Linked DNA regions of Siniperca chuatsi: region 2 is linked to region 1. Evidence: chromatin contacts called from public Hi-C data. All regions are on one chromosome and are shown on one strand. The core of a region is the stretch at or near the end of the contact, and the rest is flanking DNA. Distances in the headings are between cores, read along the strand shown. Region 1 holds the start of pex13 (peroxisome biogenesis factor 13). Region 2 overlaps papolg (poly(A) polymerase gamma).

Region 1 (5,568 bases), core at 811-3,310:
CCATTAAAGGAGCTCTCACCTTTAGGGGCAAGGTTCAGCATGTCTCCGGCCCGCATAGAAATCTCCTCCTCAGATGCAGCTGAAAAGTCATACTCTGCTCTGGCCACTACATGGTCATCCTCCCCGCTAGCCCAGTTAGTGGCTAAATAAAGCAACACAAAACATGTTTACTTGTTAGGAGTAAAGGACAACTACATACACCAAAACTTAAAAACGTCATGTGTATAAAAATGTGGAAGTTCGCCATCTCATCTGCAAGTACAAAATCTTGAATGTAAGCCTCACCGTTTTCTTCAGAGCCAGGGCTGGAGCTCAGCAGCTTCCAGATAAGGTAGGGTCCCCCCAAGACTACAGCGAAAAACAGAAAGATTGGCCAGGACTTCACGGGCTGATCCTCCATCCCTGCTCCAATTCCTCTGGATGCACTTGTAGCCAGAACATCACATGCACTGTCTGCCCACAAGTCTTCAACCTCAGCGTCTGACCTTCGCCCCAGCAGCCTCTGTAACCGTCGGTAGAGGTAGCGCAAGGTGCGTACCAGAGCAAAGGCTGACAAAACTCGGGTGAGGTGTGTACGCAGCCGTGTTAGGTGATTGGCTACATCCAGCACAGCACGGAAGCTGTTATACACAGCTGAAAAGGTGGCGTCCAGCATCATACTAACTGAGGAAAAGGCCTGGACAATGCTCTCGATGGACTGGAAGGCACCGCGGCTGCTCTCCTCAGCCTGTTGCACGAACCGGCTGGGGGCAACGTCCTCCGTGAGGGGGAGGCGGCTGTAACCTCCCAGGCCGTAGCCACCACCATAGCTGTAGGGGTTGTACCCCCCATAGATGGAGCTCCCATAGGGGCTGTAAGAGGAGTTGAAAGAACTGTAGGATGGGCGGTAGCCCTGCTGGACGGGACGAGGGGGCACTGGGGGCACCATTCTGGTCAGAACAGGAGGGCCTGCAGATAAAGAGGGGCCTGCAGATGGTCCAAAGTTTGTAGACCTGTTTGGTGAAAAGGCCAAGACAAGACATAGAGTTCAAAACAGCTTCAGTGATTTTATATATGTTATTTTTTGTGATACAGTAGAGCATGGGTGAGATTGGGCCTGCTTAACTTAAACTACAGCAGGCATTAGGTCAATACCAGGACATTCAAAAACAAACCTGTGGGTTTGCTCGAACAACGTTGAACATCGAAAATTACGTTCTTCAAATGTGGTCAATAAGTTGTTGGTATGAAATTGCTTACAATTGCAAACAGCGATGCGACCTCAATCGAATAGTGCTTCATTTAGGTTATTAGTGAACAGGTGAGAAGGAGACAGTTTTATCGTAATTTCTGCTGAATATCGTATTAAAAACTACTTTTGTGTGGCGTTTACGTTCATCATTTAGAAATGCGACAAAAACAAGTAGTTATAAAGGGAGCCTAGCGTGAAACACCTACCATACCCCCGAAGAAGGTACATGATTACATGGCCTCATTGGGCCTGCTAGTTGGTTGGGTATTTGTACAGTTGTTGCTTTGTTTGAATGCCTGTACTTGGCAAAAAATATTCTGACAAATGGAAATACGAGTGGTTAACTGGTAAAGACTCATACCACCGTGTCAAAGTTTACAGTTTGGATATCCTCTCGCTTGTGCAACAATCTTAGCATAAACTAGCTAGCAACAACACCGAACCAGCTGCCGTCAGTACGTTAAACACACAAAGGCCTCGGCGACCAAGCTAACGCCGCTATAGCAAGTTTACCTGTAATTTATAGGTGCACTCATTGCCCCTGGAATACGCCTTTCCCATGGCTTTGGCGGAGACTGTGAATCCATCACAAAATATATGTCTTTAAAGTGTAGAAATAATGCGGAACTTGTTGTCCCGGATGCCTGATGCCTTCCCGTGCTCTTCGTAATTTCCTTCTTCTAATATCACAGCTCATGTATATGTGCGTGGATTAAATAGCCCTAAAGGGACTATAAACACGTTAAACAATATTGGATTTATTTAGTACATATCTATGTCTATTGGATGTTGGATGGCACGACTTCCGTGGCATAATCTCCAAACAGACATGATGGAATTTCCAACGTTAAAAGGAATTTTCATAATATTCCCGATACCTCCTAAAGGCACCAAATGTGTTGTGCTGTGGTCAGACCAGAATAACTGATAGAAGATATGTATTTGTATGAACTAAATCTATCTAAAGAGCTGAATATATTTAGCAGTAACTATAATTTATATCTTTATTTTTTTGTCACTGCTTAAATTACCTCCCAAATTCATTAAAAAGCCTGTGTGTTTTTGACACTCGATTAGTACAGCCTGGCCCCTTAAACAATTAAATGCACTTCTCACTTCTGTCCAGCAGAGGGCGCTGTGGCTTATCAGAAAAGAAGACCTTCTTTATACACATTTACAGCTTACAAATATAAACGGAAAAAGGGAATTTCCCTCCACTGAAATACACGGTGGTTTTCATTAGTAGTTTACTAACTAATGTCCACTCACATTGACAACAGTAATTTTAAATTTTCTAGTGATTTGGCTAAAGAGAAACATTAGCACTGTCCTAAGGTTTGGACTTTATTATGTACCTGCCCAACCCTTCACAAGGAAGTTCAGATATAGAATGTGAGCGGGATAAGCAGACTACTGTTATCAAGTAAACATGATACAAAAAAAGTGGGCTGTCCTTAGACCAAAGCCCCTTCATGAGAAGATAGTGTTGCACATGACATGATTTCCTCTTTTAACACTCAACTGTAAGGTGTGAAGATCTGCTAACAGCTGCTTTTTCTGCTCTGAAAATCCATTCTAAGAAAGAAATGACGAGAAAGAATGCTATTCTCACCATCTTAAATAGATCAATCATTTCACAGAACTAGACCATTGACAGTAGATGGAGAATTGCTTGTAAAGCAGAATGCTTAAAAATAAAAACTGTAGCAAAATTAGTTTGTCCCATTGAGTACTATCACTATTTTCCTACGTCAGACTAGTTTTATTGCTGACATTGCTGGCAGCTCTGAGATTTGAATTATATGACATGTATGAATTTGGTTTGAGAGTGGATTCCCCTTTGAGCTTTCACTAGCTTTCAGAATCAGGCCAAGTGTCGTTCAGTTAACCCTGTAGTAAGGTTTGTGAGGGGGCGGCTTGTGACTTCGCTGCCGTGAGCATGAGGAAAGCTGCTCTTTCACGCAGGCAGTGAGTGCAGAGGTGTACGGTTTGGTTTTAGGAGGGAGCCCTGTGATGTCAAGTGTTGTGTGTGTGTGTGTGTGTGGTGGGGGGTTAGATTCACTAAGGGGAGGACGACAGACAATGCCTGCGTGATGCCACAATGTAGGTGTGTGAGATTGAGGCTGCCGTTTGTGACATGATGGTGTCAGGATCCCAAGCAAAAGGTGACAAAAGTGTTGGCTTGTGATGTCGCTGTGTGTGGGAAGAATGCATGAGCTGATGATGGTCCTGGTATTTGGGGTTTGTGATGAGCGCCTGTGACCTTTTGTACTGTGATGATATAAGAAAATCAAAGACAATTAAAAAAATCATTACATTCAAGCAAATATATAAAAACGAGCATTGGAAATACATTACGTGGTCAAAAGTATGAGTATGACACCCGAACATGACACCCATGTGTGATTGTTGGATGGAGCCTACTACAGGCCAAGCTGTGCTGCAGCCTCCACTCTTCAGGGATTTTGCTCCCATTCAGGCCATTCGTGACGTGAACTGCTGACGGCTCATAAACGCTTCGGGTTTCTTGGCGAGAGTTAGATGAGAAGATGAATACCACTCTCACGTCTCATGTCCGTTAAATACGAAGCTACAGCCAGGAGATGGTCAGCTTAGTTTAGCATGAAGACTGGAAACGGGGAAACAGCTAGCCTGACTCTGTCCAAAGGTTATAAAAAATATGCTTAGCAGCACCACTGAAGCTCACTAACAAACACGGTATATCTCGTTTGTTTCTCGTTTGTTGCAAGAAATCACCAAAATGAAGATGCAGCAAAAGAAACATCAGTCTATCTGCAGTCCAGACCATTGCACCAGTATTCTCAATAATGGCAGTCTGACATTTTTGGGGTAAAATGTTGCCTATTATTGCCAACACATTTCACAGAGACTGAAAAAACTTGCTGGGGCAGACACAAACTTACCCTGTATATTCCTACATTATACAAACACAGTAGGTGGTCATCATCAGAAAAATAGATCTAAGAATCCCTAAGCAAAACTGTTTCTGTTCCTGAGTACAGATTTAGCCTACTGCTCCAACCAGACGTATGAATTCACTCTAATACAGCATTCCTTTACTCACTCTGAAATTCCAGTGTTTCTAACTGGTTATATGGTGTATTTTTGCTGGGCAGCCCGCTGGATTGGCCTGAAAGTGATGTGGTGTACTTTTCACAGACACTGCTTCCCCCTTTGCTCTGTGTGTGTGCTATTTCTCTTTGTGCAGTACACGCGCGTATTGCACAAAGTATACACAACGGACAGGAAGATGGAGGCTTATACAAAAGTGGAACTGTCGAGAGAAAATATTGGTGGAACATACAGAACTCAATTGAAGTTTGTGTGTATTTAACCCCTGCGTAGGCCACAGTATGTTGACATGTTTGTGTAATTGCTTGTCAAAAAAGGAAATACAGTAACTGACTGTAGTGTCAAAACTAGATAACACTGTAGTGTCTTTTGTACTGGACTGGGAATGCGGCAATGTTATCTAGTTCTGTTATCTGAAGTGTAAAAAGGCAGCCAGCAGTAACTAAGTTACAGAAACAGTGAAGCTGAGAAAAAAGGGTCTAAAATTTGAAGGCTACTTAGCTAAAGTCAATAACAGCTATATAAGATGTAAAACCTTAATTTTATACCTTTTAAGGATGATTTTTTTGGGATGAAATCAGATACTGTACTCGTATATTTGGACCATCTAAAGCTAGGCTAGTTAGCTTTCAACACAACTTATTTATCTGGTGTTGCTTTTATTCTCTTTTATGATTATATTTAGCTACTGCCTTATGTATGTGGTATAACAAACTCAATTACTAAGAAACCGGAGGTTCATATAGAACAATAAATCAATAGATTTTTCAATCATAGGAAACACGTTGGGGAAAAGTCAATTAATTAGCTTTGGCTAAGGCTAGCTGTGATTCCACTCTAGCTAGCTTTAACTAGCTAGCTAGAGTGCTGTCACTGCGGTTTGGTTTTTACCTCACTGTTGTAGTTTGTGCAAATTTTACATGCTGTTTTCCGCCCGAAAATTATAAATTTCTATGACATAATAATTTTATACGGAAAAACATGAGTCAGGCATACATAAACAAGGAGTACGGTCACTCTCGTTTAGAATAAGATCTCTGTAAACAGTGGAGACAATTGACATAAACCTACCGAACACCCTGGAACACACAAGTAGGCCTATACACTGACTGTTCTGGTCAAACATTCACAGTAAAAGCTTCGTGGGATTTTCCCTGCTCTCAAACATGAGTTAGGTCTTAACATGATGAGCCTTTCTAGCTACACATAAGGTACAATACCTATAATTAAAATGTGCTGCAGGA
Region 2 (5,568 bases), core at 964-3,463, 38 kb after region 1:
TATTCATCTTACATTGGTTAATAAAATGTTCCATCCATCAATCCTTGACTAACTGACAAAAATCAACACCTACTTGTACTTTTGGAAAAAGTTAGGTGGCTCAAAGAGTTTGGGCCATTCTGCTTTTCCCTGAAGAATCTCATCTGTGACGCTGAGGCCTGTTCACACCAGACACAGTGGGACAAAGACATATCAGGCTTAACAATTCAACATTCAAAATGACACACTGAAAAATGTAAAATAAGGTGGTCTTAAAATTCTTAGCAATGTACTAATACCATTGCCTTTCACAAAACTAGGTGAGACGAGATATGAGATTTTAACTGGAAAACCAGGTGAACAGATATTAAATGTTTCAGTGCTGTTTCAGTCATGCAGTCTGCATTACCGTATTTGAACTCCTCGCTCATGATGGTGCGTGTTGACGTGGAGACGTTGTACGTGGAGTTCTGCTGGGGATAGGCAGGTGTGATGATGGGCATCAGGTGGTATCTGTCAGATGGGTTCACCTAAAAAAATAAATAAAAAACACAGCACAGGGACCTAGATTGGTTTCACTGCAGAAATGAGAGCCTTCACCAACACGCCAGCACACTCCAGCCACCAAACTGAACGAGTAGCGCAACTTCACACCCACGCACTGAAAGGCATCATAAAACCAAGGGTACCCCCCACCCCACACCCACACACACAGAGGGTACATCCCAATTCACTTTACGGTTTTCACGTTTCCCTCATTTGCATTTTTTCCCTCAAGTGATGTGAGGAATCAAGGAAACATATTGTAAAATGACATGTACTTCCCTTTCAAACATGCAAAATGATTTGTCAGTTACTGATGAAAGCTGCAACAGAGCTTTACCATCAATATTTAATGTAATAATGATGTGACGTACTACCCAAACAGCAAGTCACCACTATTTAGCTATTTAATATTAATGTTCTCCAACATGACAAAACATAATCTGAAATATTACATGTTTCCATTGAGCCTTAAAAAGGGAAAGTTAACCCCAAAATCGAAAATACATTTCTTCTCTTATCTGTACTGCTAATCCTCAGACCTTGTTGTGAGCAGTTTCATGTAGGAACTTTCAGGAGAAAATAGTTCCTACATGAAACTGCTCACAACAAATCTGGGGATTATCTTGAATAACCAGGTCATGATTTCTGGAAAGAGACATTGCTGTTTAGTTTTTCAAATAATGTTTTTTGGAGTTTTGAGCACCACAAGCCAAGTGCCATATAGCCCCATTATATTCAAAAAAAGACAGACATCTCAACGGCTGATATCTCCAAAACTTGGCAACTCACACCAAAACAATCTAGATGGACAAATAACACTACAGGTAAGAGGAAGTTGGATGCTAACTGCACATGACTTTTAAGCCATTTCTGCTGGCAGCAAAGCCTTTACCATGCAATTATTTGTTTCTGCACTACATTTTGCTTGCAAACGTTTTAATCGTCTACATTATAATGAGCATGTCTCACAGCAAACAGAAATAATTAAAGTAGCCAAAACATTTGGGAAATTATAATATTGTATCTAAAACTATACTTTCTGCCCAATGCATGGTGATTGTTGGCTGTACTGTGACTGAACGGAAACGACACCATTAGATAATTAAAATGTGTTTATTGCTGAAGGGACACTACAAACATGACACAGCATTTACAACAGCTAGAATGTTTTCAATTAAGGCTGTAGACCAATTAGTTTGGGATAAGTAAATGTACGATATTATTATGAAAAAACAGTAAGACAAAACTAAAGCCAAAACAAATATATCAAAGCCCTGGCCAAGGAAAAAAAAATTATTAAAAAAAAATCAAAAATCAAATGAACAGCTGACAAGAGTGTGTAAAGGCGTCCTAAACAAATATTTACTGCACACAGGACCGTTCTGTCCACACAGGTTTTTGATTGCAGTGTTGCACTGATGTGATTTAAACACAATTGTCTGATCTGTTGTGCTATTGCTAATGTATTTTTACTGAAGGGGTGTGTCTGTCTGATAAAAGACGTCCACGTAGGAAGTCTTCCTTGCTCCAAGCTGCTCTGGGAAGCCTCCTCCGAGCAGAGTTAAGGGCATGGAACTCATATAGGGGACCCGATCAATTTCCGGGTCACATGATGACAGAGGAATGAGGAGACATGAAATAAGAGAAAATAAATGTACCTATACTCTATCTGTTTAGCTAACCATGACACACCAACAAACTTTTCAAAACTCAGATTAACTCCAGATACTGTTTCCTGTGTCTGCACACCAATACACATACAAAACTTAGGCATAACATCATTATAAACGTGGAAATAAAACACTGGCGTCATACTCACTCTAGGATCCCACACAGGTAAATTCAGATTACTGTCCTCAGGCTGTTTCAATAGCACAGGATTTGGCCACTCCCTGTAGGATGGACATGTAGTAAAACGTGTGAATACCGAATACAATTGGCATTGCACATGGCTGTGAAATACTGCCATCAAGTGGAAAAGGAAAGTAGCAAGTTACAATCGCAAGAACTAAATTCTCACCATTTGGAAAACACCAAGAAGAACTTGTGGACCAGCGTGGCAGCCACAGCGTTAGGGTAGAGCTGACAGGTCCTGGCCACTAGCATGGCCCATGACACTCCACCCAGAAACCCCAGCATGTTGGAGTAGATCCCACGACCTGCGGGCAGAGGACGCAGTACAATAAGGTTGTGGCACCTTCAAAATATTGGTGTTATCTAAAAGATTAGCAGTGTCGGTTTGTAAAGTATACACAAAACTGGGAGGACACCTGTAGGAGGCAAATATCTTAAGTTCTACACACAAATTTGTCACTGCCACTTTTTTGAGCATTTATGTATTTGATATTAGCTCTTAAATTGTGACAACTACTGAATGACACCCATGGATGCAATAAAATGCAATAATAACAGATTACTAGAACATTGAATCCACATACGTTTTGCCCACAGTTTGATGGCTCTCAATGTCAGCCTGAAGTTTTCTTTGTTTGGCACCAGGTACAAAATTTCATCGGTCACCCGACAGCCTGTAAGACAAAATGTCAGAAACCCAAAACACTGAGAAAAGTAAGACGGTCCCTCATTCGTCCAGGAGTGTTCTATCGTAGAAAAGGTTTCAGTCGTAGTCATCTGAACACTGTTGTCAGAATCAAGACGTTTTGGTTCCCATCCGGAAGTCATTCTCAATTACTCAAGGATACTCAGGAAGATTCCTTCCTGAGGGCAGGGCTTAAGTAACTCAGAGTAGCTTAAATTTCGGAGTTCCCGGTCCATTTTTCACAATTGAGAATGACTTCCGGATGGGAACCGAAACGTCTTGATTCTGACAACAGTGTCCAGATGACCACGACTGAAACCTTTTCTACGACTGAGAAAAGTATTACACATTTACAGTTAATGTGTAAATTCCTAGAAAGAGAAGGTTACGGTTTCAGAAGAAAACAAACTTATGTTGTTTAGATTCATATACCTGCCTCTACTATTGTACTTATTAAATGTCACTTTGGAAAACAGCACCAGCATCAGGCCTCAAGTCAATATCAACTTCTGTACTGTATGTATACAATCCAATAGAAGCCATGAAGTGTACCATTAAGGCTGCGGATACACCGAATGTCCAAGTTTCTCAGGATGGAGTCCCCCCTCAGGTCCAGGTTGTCTGGAATGGACTGTAAGGCGAGTCTGGCGAAAAGCAGGTCAATCTGCTCCGACAGAGACAGAAAAATATGAGTAAATAGGAGATGAAACAGTAAAAATCACTCATCTTCTATAACCGCCAATCCTGTTCGGGGTAGCAGGAAGTCAAAAATTTCTGAACTTGGTGGTTCTCAGAATCAGATACATAAGGGACTGAGGTTAGACAGCCAAAATGGTAGGCAGAACAAATTGTTTTAAGTCATGAATTGGTAGACAAGGGCTGCTTAACCCATTTTTTTCTTGTAGGAATGGCAGTATGGCACAGTAGGATGAGCGTTTACATTATTCTGTTTAAATGTTTTATTTAGAAATTTCATCAAGGCACAATACAAAACTTGCCCAGAGGTTTAAAATTTTGGCAGATTATGGTCATGTTAATGCTCCTCTCGGTCACCTTATTCTACATCTCCTTTTCTGCACTGTTGTAGAAGTTTTCATAGACCTTAACTACAAACTGAACCACTAACATGTGTCATGAAGTTCCTACCTCGGCCTGAGAAAACCTGTTTTAATTTGTACACATTTTTTGTTAAGTCTGATCCAAACTGGAAATCAAAACCATCAGTCTTTGCACAGCTATTATAGCAGACATTAGTACCCTTTAGCTGTAACTCTTTACAATCACAGCCCTACCTATGCTTAACAACACGTTACCTATAAAAGCTTTGTCAAAATGGTAATTGTTATTTCCGAGTAGTGTGTATTAAGTTAGGCAGTACCCCTATATGTAGACAACACACATCACTTGGATCTCAAAGTGACTTACCTCTATTCCGTCAAATTTGAATTTTATCACTGGTACAAAAGCATCCTCGACAGCCTTGAAAAAGCACCAAAAGAGACAATATCACCAACAAATCTGAGACAAGGCGAATATATGGACTGAAATTAAGACCAAATGAACCAGAGGTGAAAATCAAAGTCAAGTAGACAGAGCTTGCAGACAGTAATATTCCAAAGACATGTAAAGTAATGCTTCCAGCATGCTACTCCTTTAGAATGTCACCAACAGTGCCTTGAAAATGTTTGAAGACAGCTGATAACAGATTTCAATGAGAGTGGGTTCAAATTCAGAAAACATGAGCATAGTGTGGAATGTGAGTGTCACTTCTGGATGTCTTTGGAGACCAGGGTTCAAATGATCATCCTCCTCTTACAATATCCAAGAAACACAGGGTTACTCTCAGTAACATCCACCAGTAAAAGTGCACTCAGCTGCTCCACTGAAAGTACCACTATGCATTTTCAGATAAGATCAGCAAGATGAGAATCTAATTTTATTTATTTTTTTGGTAAAGTGCAAGTAAGCACTTCTACAAATAGCTATTTTGATAATCGTATTTAAATATTTAGCGTCACAACAAAAATAAACTAAAGGGATGTACCATTTTTTAATAATGTGTATTGTTGTTAATGAATACACACAACTTAGGAAATCAACACAGCAGATCTAACACCATAGGCAACACTCCTGGGTACTGCTCATCTGCTGAGAGTTACTACAACAGTCTGTTGCTCTTGCATCTTTTTCACTGAAGAACAGACTGATTTTTCAAGATCAGGGATGAAACAGGGACTTTCTTCATTGGGAAATGGCCAAACAAGGTGGTTCCCCTCTAAATAACTTTAGCGTGGGACTTTTGTCACAGAAGCCTATACATAAGTACATTTGTTACCCTGTGCTTTAATGACAAAATGCCAGAGAGACTTACCCTCAGGTCTTTGATCTCTTCGTGCTGTTTCAATTTCTCAAAGAAAGACTGGAAAAAGTCACTTCTCTCTACATGGCGTGGAGCCACACATAAGGCATCAATATCAGCTCCTGGAAGAAAGAGTAACTTTCAT

What was found. A called contact is a pair of places that touch in the nucleus more often than the background predicts.
Region 2: a contact with region 1 is called in a Hi-C map of liver, with 2.3 times the contacts expected there. The contact joins the enhancer-like site here to the promoter of pex13 in region 1. A contact is called at or near these places in 2 of 3 Hi-C or Micro-C datasets (liver and skeletal muscle).

What each region holds. Positions count from the first base shown.
Region 1 is chrLG11:5,760,900-5,766,467 of ASM2008510v1, forward strand. pex13 (peroxisome biogenesis factor 13) reads right to left here and starts at 2,061. Exons shown (of 4, transcript XM_044215439.1): 1 at 1,745-2,061; 2 at 286-992; 3 at 20-142. The coding sequence starts at 1,818.
Region 2 is chrLG11:5,798,973-5,804,540 of ASM2008510v1, forward strand. papolg (poly(A) polymerase gamma) reads right to left here. Exons shown (of 24, transcript XM_044214105.1): 5 at 5,436-5,545; 6 at 4,490-4,543; 7 at 3,617-3,728; 8 at 2,964-3,053; 9 at 2,546-2,684; 10 at 2,345-2,417; 11 at 389-509; 12 at 74-158. Among protein-coding and RNA genes, the nearest start is that of papolg, 6.9 kb to the right of the region's middle. Within about 2 kb of position 2,214, the one cell type or tissue checked has an H3K27ac peak away from gene starts, as active enhancers do. A contact at or near this core is called in liver, where this site is marked.